Regions from separate parts of the Sus scrofa genome. Here region 2 is linked to region 1. The links are chromatin contacts, called in public Hi-C maps. All regions are on one chromosome and are shown on one strand. Each heading gives the region's core, a stretch centred on a gene start, on an enhancer-like site or on the middle of the called end of the contact. The rest is flanking DNA. Distances are from core to core; before and after follow the strand shown. Region 1 holds the start of CTTNBP2NL (CTTNBP2 N-terminal-like protein). Region 2 holds the start of FAM19A3 (protein FAM19A3).

Region 1 (4,883 bases), core at 685-3,184:
GAATCCTACAGAACTCCCAGATTTGTTTACTTCCAGTCTAAAGCACTTATACTCCACCATTTCCTCCCCAAACCAACCATAAACATTTAGGTACACCTACCTAGGAAGTTTACCAATTTGGAGAAAAATTAACACACTCTATAATCTTTAGCACTTCTTAATAAATTGTTACCAGACACACAGTAGGCATCTAATAAATACTTACTGCCACATTGATAAAATAATAGACATAAAAATGCTAAGTTGTGATAGAAAATAAATAGCCAATAAGGACAACAAGCACAGGGAACTATACTTAATACTTTGTAATAAACTTTAAGAGAAAAGAATCTGAAAAAGAATATATATATATACACACACAAATGTATATACGTGCATATATATACATATATGTATAACTGAATCACTGTGCTGTATACCTGAAACTAACACCACGACATTGTAAGTCAACTATATTTCCATTTTTTTTTTTTTTTTTGTCTTTTGTCTGTTGTTGTTGTTGTTGTTGTTGTTGTTGCTATTTCTTGGGCCACTCCCGCAGCATATGGAGGTTCCCAGGCTAGGGGTTGAATCGGAGCTGTAGCCACCGGCCTACGCCAGAGCCACAGCAACGCGGGGGGGGCCGCGTCTGCAACCTACACCACAGCTCACAACAATGCCAGATCGTTAACCCACTGAGCAAGGGCAGGGACCGAACCCGCAACCTCACGGTTCCTAGTCGGATTCGTTAACCACTGCGCCACGACGGGAACTCCTCCATTTTTAAAAATTAAATTCAAATGGTATGTTTAAAATGATATGTTGTTATACAAATTTAAAATATTACAAACCCACTTTCAACCTCTGTGTACACCTTTGTACCACACTCTAAATTTATGCACACATTTTATATATTTGAAGCATCACAAAACTTCAAGTTCACAAGACCTGCTTCTTTCACCAGCTCCAGAGGTGATAAATTAAAAGGAGAGCAATCTGAATACCCTTAGGACACTGAATCCGACAAAGCAAGGATGATCTCATTTTGGCTGGGTCCTCCCACACTCAGGAATGGACATGTGGGAGCTCAGGGAGTCAAGGGAGCTGCTATAAAGGAAGTAGGCACCAGGTCAGCCTGGGAGTAGAGCTGGGTGGTGGTAGGTTAACAAAGGGAAGGAGGGGCAGGAGGGAGGAGCTGATTCACTGGGACAACTTAGAGTGACTCACTCAGAAGCCAGCAGAAAATAGCCTGTTCTCCCACATCTGCCTCATTGTCAGGCAATGAAGCACTTCCTCATTGCACACCCATAACGCAGGGCAAAGGGGAGGAGGAGGAAATGGGATTTTTCAAATTCGTGGGCCTAGTCCAGCACTTAAACTCTGTTTTTAACCATTCCGGACATTTTGTTTCAAGTGAAGTCAGTATGTATTGAGCACCTACTGTGTTCCTGGCCCTTCATCTTGCCTTTCAGATTGTCAGTCTCCTGCATACGGAGAATGATGCTCTTCTGAAGTTCTCTACATCCTACTTTGTTACTTCAAAAGCACTTGGGCTGCTGTTGAGCACCTCAGTACGGTCTTTTTGTCCTTCTTATATAGAGATGATCCTCTCAAGCCTACAGTCAACAGGGGGAGGGAAGGAGCTTTTTTCTGTCTCCAATGCTGTTTTTAGCCATCCACTCTCTGGACCAGTCCTCCTTATAGGAGCAGATGTGCAGAATGTAGCATAGTTCACTGATCCTTGTTGGAAATTATTTACCATTTACTACCTCTATGGCTTTACTTGATTTCTCTGAATCTCTATTATCTCATCTGTAAAATGGACAGAGTGCTATCTATCTTACAGGTTAGGAAATATTTTTCATATGGTAGTGAAGATTAAATAAGATACCATTATGTGAAAGTAACTGGCACAGTGATGACACTAATATTGGTTTATTTTCTTCAGTCTTCCCTCTTGATCACACAGACTGACCACATCCCTCCACTAGACTGTAAACTGCTTGAGGACAGGGCTGCATCTGGCTTGAAGCAGTCTGCCTGGGTGAGTACCTGACCCCTAATACTGTTTTGCTTAATAAGAACTGTGAAGATTAGAATAATATTATTAAAATTTACACTATTTATGCATCATATTGTAAGTATTTATTACATTATACCTAAAAATAACAGGTCATTGAATCAATCTGTGAAGTGGAAAATGAATCCAGAAACCTTGACCTCAGGAAGGGATGCATCCTCTCCCCTCTCTGGATTATTTGGTCCTGGTAGGGCTTGCTGCCACCAGCAAGATCTGCATTTCTGTGTTCGCAAGGGACAGACATTCCTTGCATCCTCTACTGTTCTTTGTCCCAACGCCACTGCAAAAGCCCTAGCCCGGGGTGTACTGGGGCCAGGGACACAAGAAAACCTAGACAACCAGATTTTATTCGTTCCACCCCCACCTGGAAGGCAGGTCGGGCCGGGTTTGTGCTCTTCCGGAGCCACCCGTGTCCCGGCTCCCCGCCCGGAGGGGTCCAGAGCTACTATTCTCTTCTAAAAGTAATGTGAAAAGAGAAGTGGGGGGGATGGTCCTCCGGGTTTTGCATCTTTGCGTCCTTGCTTCTAGCAGAAGCTCATCCAAGGAAAAAAAGAGCAGGCAAGCCATGTTACCAGGTTTTCAACAATTATTTCTAAAATAGACACTAAAGCACACTTCACTTATTAACATTTTGGATGAAATGAAACATTAATATGCCCGATCAATCAGGGCACCGGAAACCGGCCTTTCCTAAGCTTCCCGTACCACGACGGTAAACACTAGCCACAGTCCTGTTCAGGAGCCGCATCGAAGGAGGAAAGTTGCAGAAGCCCGGCGGGGAGAGGCGCGAGCCCACCCGGGAGCCCCGGCCGGAGAACGGCGCTTCCTCCCGGAAATGACGCGCACTCAATCCCAGCTTGGCTCTCCCCAAACAAAAGGGATCCAGGGGCCCCGGGAGGAGCGTAAATGACATTGGAGAAGCCCCGCCTCCAGCCGACTCGGATTGGTGCGGGGGCTGAAGAGACGAGGAGACGACTGGCCCTGCGGAATGCCAATGCCCCCGCCTGGCGGTTGAGGGGCGGGGCCTCCGGGGGCAGTGGATGCAGCGGCTGGCGGAGGCGGCCGGGAGCCGAGTCCAGAGCGCAGGGAAAAGGTAGGAGCCACTGGTGCTGGGGCTTGGCGGTGGCTGGGAGTCCGGATTCTCGAGAGAAGAGCAAGGGTAGGACCACTGGAGTCCTCCCGCCACCGTCCCAAATGCCACTCGCGCCCATCCCTTGAGGGGGCGGGGCGGTCTCCTCTACCTCCCGGTATTCCCAGAGGAGGCAGCTCCTCATCCTTCGTGGGTGCTCGCAGCTACTTATTGTCCCCCTTCAATCCCAACTCCCCAGAAGGGGCTGCCCTTCTGACAAGTCCCCCATTTAAGGCCCCCCTCGCCCAGCTCCTCAACCTTGGAAGAGGACATACAGGTTCGTATTCCGTAGTCTGCCGCCTCCCACCCCCATTTTGTACCCCGGGAAAGACAGACATTCCCTTCCTACACCTGTCCCTGCCCACTGTGGTGGGACCAGAGCTCCTTTCATCCGTAAGATAAAAATCAGTGTTTTCAAAAAAGAGAGAGGTCGAAGTAAAAATCAAAGACCCGACCTAGACATCCAGCTCCAGGGACGAAATCAGCCTTCCCCAACCTGGGTTCTTCCCATCCCCCATTCTCTGATCCTCAGCCTTCCTCCGAAGCCCCTTGGGTCCTCTTTTCTCTCTTGGCGAGGGCTCACCTGTTTCGAGACTTTTTTAGATTCTGGAGGGAGGAGAAATAGGAATCTTCCCCACCCCCTTTGTACCTTTACTCTCTATTCTTTGAGGGAGAACCGAACCTCTAAGGGATTTTTTTAGGTTTGAGTTGTTTCATTTTTGCTTTACACCCTACTTCTTCCCTGAGATCTTGAAAAACCATCCTTATTGTGTTTCAAAGTGAGGTGGGCGTGTTGGGTATCTACGGGGTTGGCCCTGTGTGCCTAGGAATGCAAGTGTATATTGTTGGACTGTCAGTGAATAACGGCATGCTTTCAAGTGAAACAGTACAGATAAGTAAATAAAGAACTTTACATTAGGAATGAGTATCTCCCAGTCTAGGGTGGGCTCCTCTGTTGCTCAGGGAGACTGCAGTTAACCTTGAAGGTATAATTCCTTTGAAACAAAAGGCAGGAAGTGTTTGAAAAAAATTCAGGTTCAGTGGTCTAGGTTTATGATTAATCTGGTCCAGTGGCCTTTGGTTAGTCCTTAGTCCTGATTTTATGGTAGGTTTTTCCTTCCAGGTGATACCGATATATATGTAGGGAGAGAGCTGTTGATTGATCTTCTAAGACCAGTATCTTCTACCAAAATTCAGGGGATGAAAATTGAAAGTAAATTTTAAATCTTAGAGACAAGGATAAAGAAAAGCAAGGTAAACTCTGGCTATTCACACACATGACTACCAAAAAGTGTCTCTGTAGGGTGCTCATAAAGGCCTTCATTTTGTGAGGTGCAGAAGAATATTGATGGTTTTGGCCTAATGTTAATACCATTGAATCCCCAGTAATCATCTGTTGCTAGCACTTTCAAATATTAAAATTTGCCATATTTGTTAGCGTTGCTTCTTTCGCTTTTAATTTGAAGTCTTCTGCTGTTATCTTCAGCCAAAGATACTGAGTGGGATGCAAGGAGTTAGAATCACAGAGGACTGTCCTCTACCTTCCTGATGAGACTTTGTGAAGGTAGACCTCCTAAAGGTAATTAATTCTGAATAGTTAGGTTCGAAGTTTTCAGAGCCAGTCTTGGTGCCCACAGATCTGCTCAGTGATTGTTTCCAGATCTCCAGTAAAAAGGCTCAAAGAAGACACTGCGG
Region 2 (5,267 bases), core at 2,671-5,170, 290 kb after region 1:
TCCCTGCCCCATTCCGGCTTCGCCCGCCTCAGTTTCTTTGGGGAAGAAGGGCCTGCTGTAATAGGAAGGGGACGGCGAAAAGGAAACTCTATTTGAGCCTTGCTCTAAGGTTAGGCATCAACTAGAACGTCCCCATTGTGACGGGAGGGTGGTGTCTCTTCGTCCTCGGTTCTTTGTGGCCAGCCTACCCAGAGGGTGATGGAGCTGGTGACCTCAAAACGAAACCAGTCGCTTCGGTGACCTCTGGGTGTGACTCTCCTGGTGCGATAACACCTCTGGCTGGGGCCGCTGGAGTGAGAGCGAGGACAAGCGAGCCGCTGCTGGGGGTGGTGTGGGGGTTGGGGACTAGACAAGCTGGAGCCCATCATCCTGAATAAGGGATCTGGGGATAAGTTCCTGGATTCGTGAGGGCGCTGTTCCCTGAAGACCACTTATAGATCCGAGAGAGCGTTTACATACTTTAGGTCTTTTACACCGCGCATCAACCCTGCAAGGTGGGTTTTATTATGTTCTTTTATTTACTTATTTATTTGCTTTTTAGGGCCGCAGGTGCGGCATATGGAAGTTCCCAGGCTAGGGGTAGGATCCGAGATACAGCTGCCGGCCTACGCCACAGCAACGCCAGATCCGAGCTGTGTCTGCAGCCTACACCACGCCTCACGGCCACGCATGATTCTTAACCCACTAAGCGAGGCCAGGGATAGAACCCGCGTCATCATGGTTACTAGTCGGGTTCGTTACCGCTGAGCCACAACGGGAACTCCCTTTATTATGTTCTTTATAGGGATGAGGCAGGACTGAACAGTCAGTGCGAAATTCATACCTATGTCAATTCCCAGCTACCAAAGCCGATTGTAAAGAACGAAGCTGATTTGTCTGGGTCAGAAAGGAAGGGTTAAGAGGTAGATACCCAGCAGAAGGGTGGGGGTCCCTCCTCTCCCATACTCCTCCTCTTAAGCCAGAGGCTGAGAGCAATCCAGGTTCTGTGGCTGCCGCCGGGGGGAGACAGAGGCCAGGCTAGTAGCCTGACTGAGCCAGGAGGGTGGTAACTGACCTGAAGCCCTGAACTGAAGAGCTATGTGCCTAAGCCTAGGAGTCGATCATTAGGCCTCCAAAGACACCTCTTATTCCACACATGGTTCAAATGGGGACAAGGCCCTATGGCCCTAATGCAAGTCGAAGGTAGCCCTCAGGAACCACTGGCACCCAGTTCATAGTGGGGACTCCACCTCTGGACTGTCAGCTGGATGCTTCCTGAACACGACTCTCCCTGCTCCTGGCTAGACCGCTTCCAAATAAAAATTTCACAATAGTCATTCAGGTCTGCAGACTTCTATAATTATGACTCGACTCTGGGCAGAGAGAAGACAAAGAAGTCACAAAAAAGGAAAAAAAAAGAAAAAAAAAAGATCAGACCCAAAGGCACATAGAACGGCCAGGCAGATAGGGAGATAAAGAATATGCTGCTGGAGTTCCCGTCATGGCTCAGTGGTTAAGGAGCTCAACTAGTATCCATGAGGATGTGGGTTCGATCTCTGGCCTTGCTCAGTGGGTTAAGGATCCAGCATTGCCGTGAACTGTGGTGTAGGTAAGCAGAAGCGGCTCGGATCTGGCGTTGCTGTGGCTCTGGCATAGGCCTGCAGCTACAGCTCCGATTAGATCCCTAGCCTGGGAACCTCCATATGCCGTGGGTGCAGCCCTAAAAAGACAAAAGACCAAAAAAAAAAAAAAATGCTGCTTGCTGCTATGGGTATTTCCCTCTTGTTTGAGAAAAGCCCTGGAACCAGCTCACAGATAAGTGGCATAAACAGCAGCAGCAAGCCAGAGACAGAAGAAAAAAATATATAACATCCTGGCTATTTTTATTATTCAGTGTTTCTGGGACAGTTTGCTTACCACTTCTCCATGTCACTCCGCTCCCTAATCCCTACTCCTTACAACACCCATCATAGTGTGACCGAAAGTGGGCCACAGAGCTAGGGCCCAGAGACTTCCTCGTTCCAGCACCAGATAGTCACCACGGATATTAACAGCTCACTTGGGCTCCAGAATAGACCCAGTACCATACGCAAATCCCAAGGCTCCCTTCTCTCTAAACTTCTCACCTCCTATTCCTGGCTTCATCATACCTCCTCCATCCTCAGACTGCCTCAGAACCTGGTGAGGTCACCACCTCTATTCATCCTGAGGTAGCACCGAATGAGAAGGGAAAAGGGGGTGGGGTGGGAAGAAGCAGACCTGTGGGGTATTCTTCTCTGCTGAGAATTGCTCAGAGGCTGGTCCTGCCTAGGGCATGGGAAGTCTCAGCTAGCTGCGGGAATTGGGCATCCTCAAGACAGGTGACCTTGTCCTGGGACCATGCAGAGGTTCAGAGCCCAGAACTGGGCCTCTTCCCTTTGCCTCTCTCCTTCCCATTACACTCTTAAACTAATCCCAGAGCACTCTTAAACTAATAGGAGTGTCCTTCAATTATGAGACAAATTCACAGACAACCACCTCCCCCTTTCATCTGTCTAACACTTTTGTATCCAGAATCTCACCTCTAAAGAATTATATAATATACAAATGCAATTATATTACAATTTTTATGGTGGAGAAACTGAGTCCCAGGAGTTCCCCTCATGGCTCAGTGGTTAACGAACCCGACTAGCATCCATGAGGACATGGGTTCAATCCCTGGCCTCGCTCAGTGGGGTTAAGGATCTGGCATTTCTGTGAGCTGTGGTGTAGATCACAGATGCAGCTCAGATCCTGCATTGCTGTGGCTCTGGCTTAGGCTGGCAGCTACAGCTCTGATTCAGTCCCTAGTCTGAGAACCTCCATATGCTGCCCGGTGCACCCCTAAAAGACAAAAAGACAAAAAAAAAAAAAAAAAAAAAAAAGAGGAGTTCCCATCATGGCACAGTGGTTAACGAATCTGACTAGGAACCATGAGGTTGCAGGTTTAATCCCTGGCCTTGCTCAGTGGGTTAAGGATCCGGCATTGCCTTGAGCTGTGGTGTAGGTCACAGACGTGGCTTGGATCCCGTATTGTTGTGGCTCTGGCTTAAGCCGGTGGCTCCGATTTGACCCCTAGCCTGGGAACCTCCATATGCCTCCAGCGCAGCCCTAGAAAAAGACAAGAAACAAAAAACAAGAGTCCCAGAGTTTCATCCCCAAGTTGGAGTTCATACCCATCAGCCACAAGCCTACCAAAGCCATCCTGTCTGCCTGTCCCCTAGTCCTTCCTGTCCCAGAAGACACCACTCCTAGGGCAGAGATCATTCGCTGTTTCCTCTTGGTTTTAGCATTTTAACAATGGAGGGCTAGCAAAGCAACCTGCATTGCTATGGAGAATTTTCAGATAGGATTGAGGAGGGGTGCCCCTGCAGTTTATGGACGTTCTGGGCCAGGGATCAAACCCACACCACAGCAGCAACCTGAGCCACAGTAGTGACAATTCCAGATCCTTAACCCACTGCACCACCAAGGAACTCCTCAAATAGGAATGTTCTACATCTTTTCTGCCCAATGCAGTAGTCCCTAGCTACATGTAGCTATTTAGTACTTGAAATATTGTGAGTGTAAATGAGAAACTTACTTTAAGATGTTTAATTTATATTTTGATTTAAGTAACTACATAAGGCTGGTGGCTAGTATTGGACAGTGCAGTTCGGGAATATTCGACTCAGAACTCCTGAAGATCTGGGCTATCACTTCTCACACTAAGCACCCCCACCCCAGGCCCTCCAGAATTTTGAGCGACCTTTCTGAGTTACCCTGGCAGCGCCAGGGAGGTAGATGGTCCACTGGACTGCGCTGTGGTGGCCTGCGGCCCTCTTTTACCTGGTCTCGCCTCGGCCGCCAGGGGTCGCTGCGCCCCGGCTGGGAGCGCCGGGCGGACTGAGCGCCGTGTGCGGTGCCCCGCGCGGTCCGGGAGGAGGCGGTGACGCGGGAGGAGGGCTGGCGAAGCGGGGGCGGCCCCCGGAGAGGAAGAGGAGGCGGCGGTGGCCGCTGTGTGCTCGCTGGCGGTCCTGCGGGCAGGAGCCTCGGAAGGACCCTGGCTGAACTCTGCAGAACTGGCCGGGCGGGCCCGGAGCTCCTCGGTGCCCAGAGCGGGCCCGGCATGACCGTGATGCTAGTTTGGCCAGAGCCCCTCCGCCTCGGGGACGCATCAACTTGGTGAAGGGGACAGGGCTCCGGACTAGACAGCAACCGAGCTGGCCGCTCCCGGCTGCAGTCTCCCTTTCGGAGTCTCTATCCAGGGCTCAGAGGCGAGGAGACTCTCGGGCAGGTGGGTTGAACCAGTGGGAACCATCGTAGGGTAACGAGTGGGCACCGCCGTGGGGCAGGTAGGTCCCAGGATGGGGGTTCAGAATTGGGAGGACTGAGCGGTTGCGGGGCGGGGGCGGGAGAAGACAGAGAAAGATTAGAGGATCTTGCGGTTCTCATTCTCAGCCCATGCTAGTATGCAGGGGTTGGGTGAAACAGCCTGGGAAACTGAGGCGCGAGCGTGGAAGCCTGAGAACAACTCCCAGAAGCTTCTTTCTCTAGATCTCTCTGAGGGAGGGGACAGAGGGCGGGAGGACCCACCCCAGTGCCCACCCCAGGTCTGGTATTGGGGTCCATAGGAGAGAGGGGAGGGGTGGCAGCTCAGAGAGAAAAGACACAGCTGCGTTTGTCATGATCAAAACGAAGTGTTCTGATGGAGACAGGGAGAGAAGACACCTCCTCAGAAAAGAGGTACTTCTAGAAGCTCTCTGCCTATGGAGTACACCCACCCTAGAAGTACTGATAGCACTCCCACCCTCTGTCCTCATTGTCCTTTCTGGGCTCTCACTCTGGGAAGCTAGGGCATGGGTTCTCCGTCTCTCTTGGGCCCCACTATCCTACCTGCCTCAGCTCCACTTCCCTTTGGAGGCTGAAGGAGGGGAGATCTTAGGGAGAAATGGAGAAGCTTTGGGGCTAGGGCCTCTGGGAATGGGGGTGAGGGTGGCAGAGCTGAGCCAACTCCTGTCAAGTTCAGGAAGCAGGTGTGATGGGGCCAGGATGAGGAGGCAGAGAGGATTCAGGACCTCGGTCAGTATTCACAGGCACCTCTTTCCAGCATCAGTCTCAGCAGCAGGGCCTGAAGGCCAAGAACTCTTCCTTGACCTTCAGCTCCTTCCCTAGCCAGAGAGATGACAGCATTGATTCTTAGACACCTCCTACCACCAGCCCTGCTTCACTCCTGGGACACAGAAACTCCCTCCAGTTTCTCTTCTGAGGCTTACCACCCTACTGTGCTT

The links. A called contact is a pair of places that touch in the nucleus more often than the background predicts.
Region 2: a Hi-C map of skeletal muscle shows a contact between it and region 1, with 4 times the contacts expected there. The contact joins the promoter of FAM19A3 here to the promoter of CTTNBP2NL in region 1. A contact is called at or near these places in 1 of 5 promoter capture datasets (fetal skeletal muscle), 8 of 47 Hi-C or Micro-C datasets (blood, embryonic fibroblasts, liver and 3 more) and 2 of 2 datasets of contacts at active chromatin or transcription factors (alveolar macrophages and skeletal muscle).

The regions. Positions count from the first base shown.
Region 1 is chr4:108,009,815-108,014,697 of Sscrofa11.1, reverse strand. CTTNBP2NL (CTTNBP2 N-terminal-like protein) reads left to right here and starts at 1,934. Exons shown (of 6, transcript XM_003125850.4): 1 at 1,934-3,152.
Region 2 is chr4:107,718,008-107,723,274 of Sscrofa11.1, reverse strand. FAM19A3 (protein FAM19A3) reads left to right here and starts at 3,920. Exons shown (of 8, transcript XR_001303450.2): 1 at 3,920-4,273.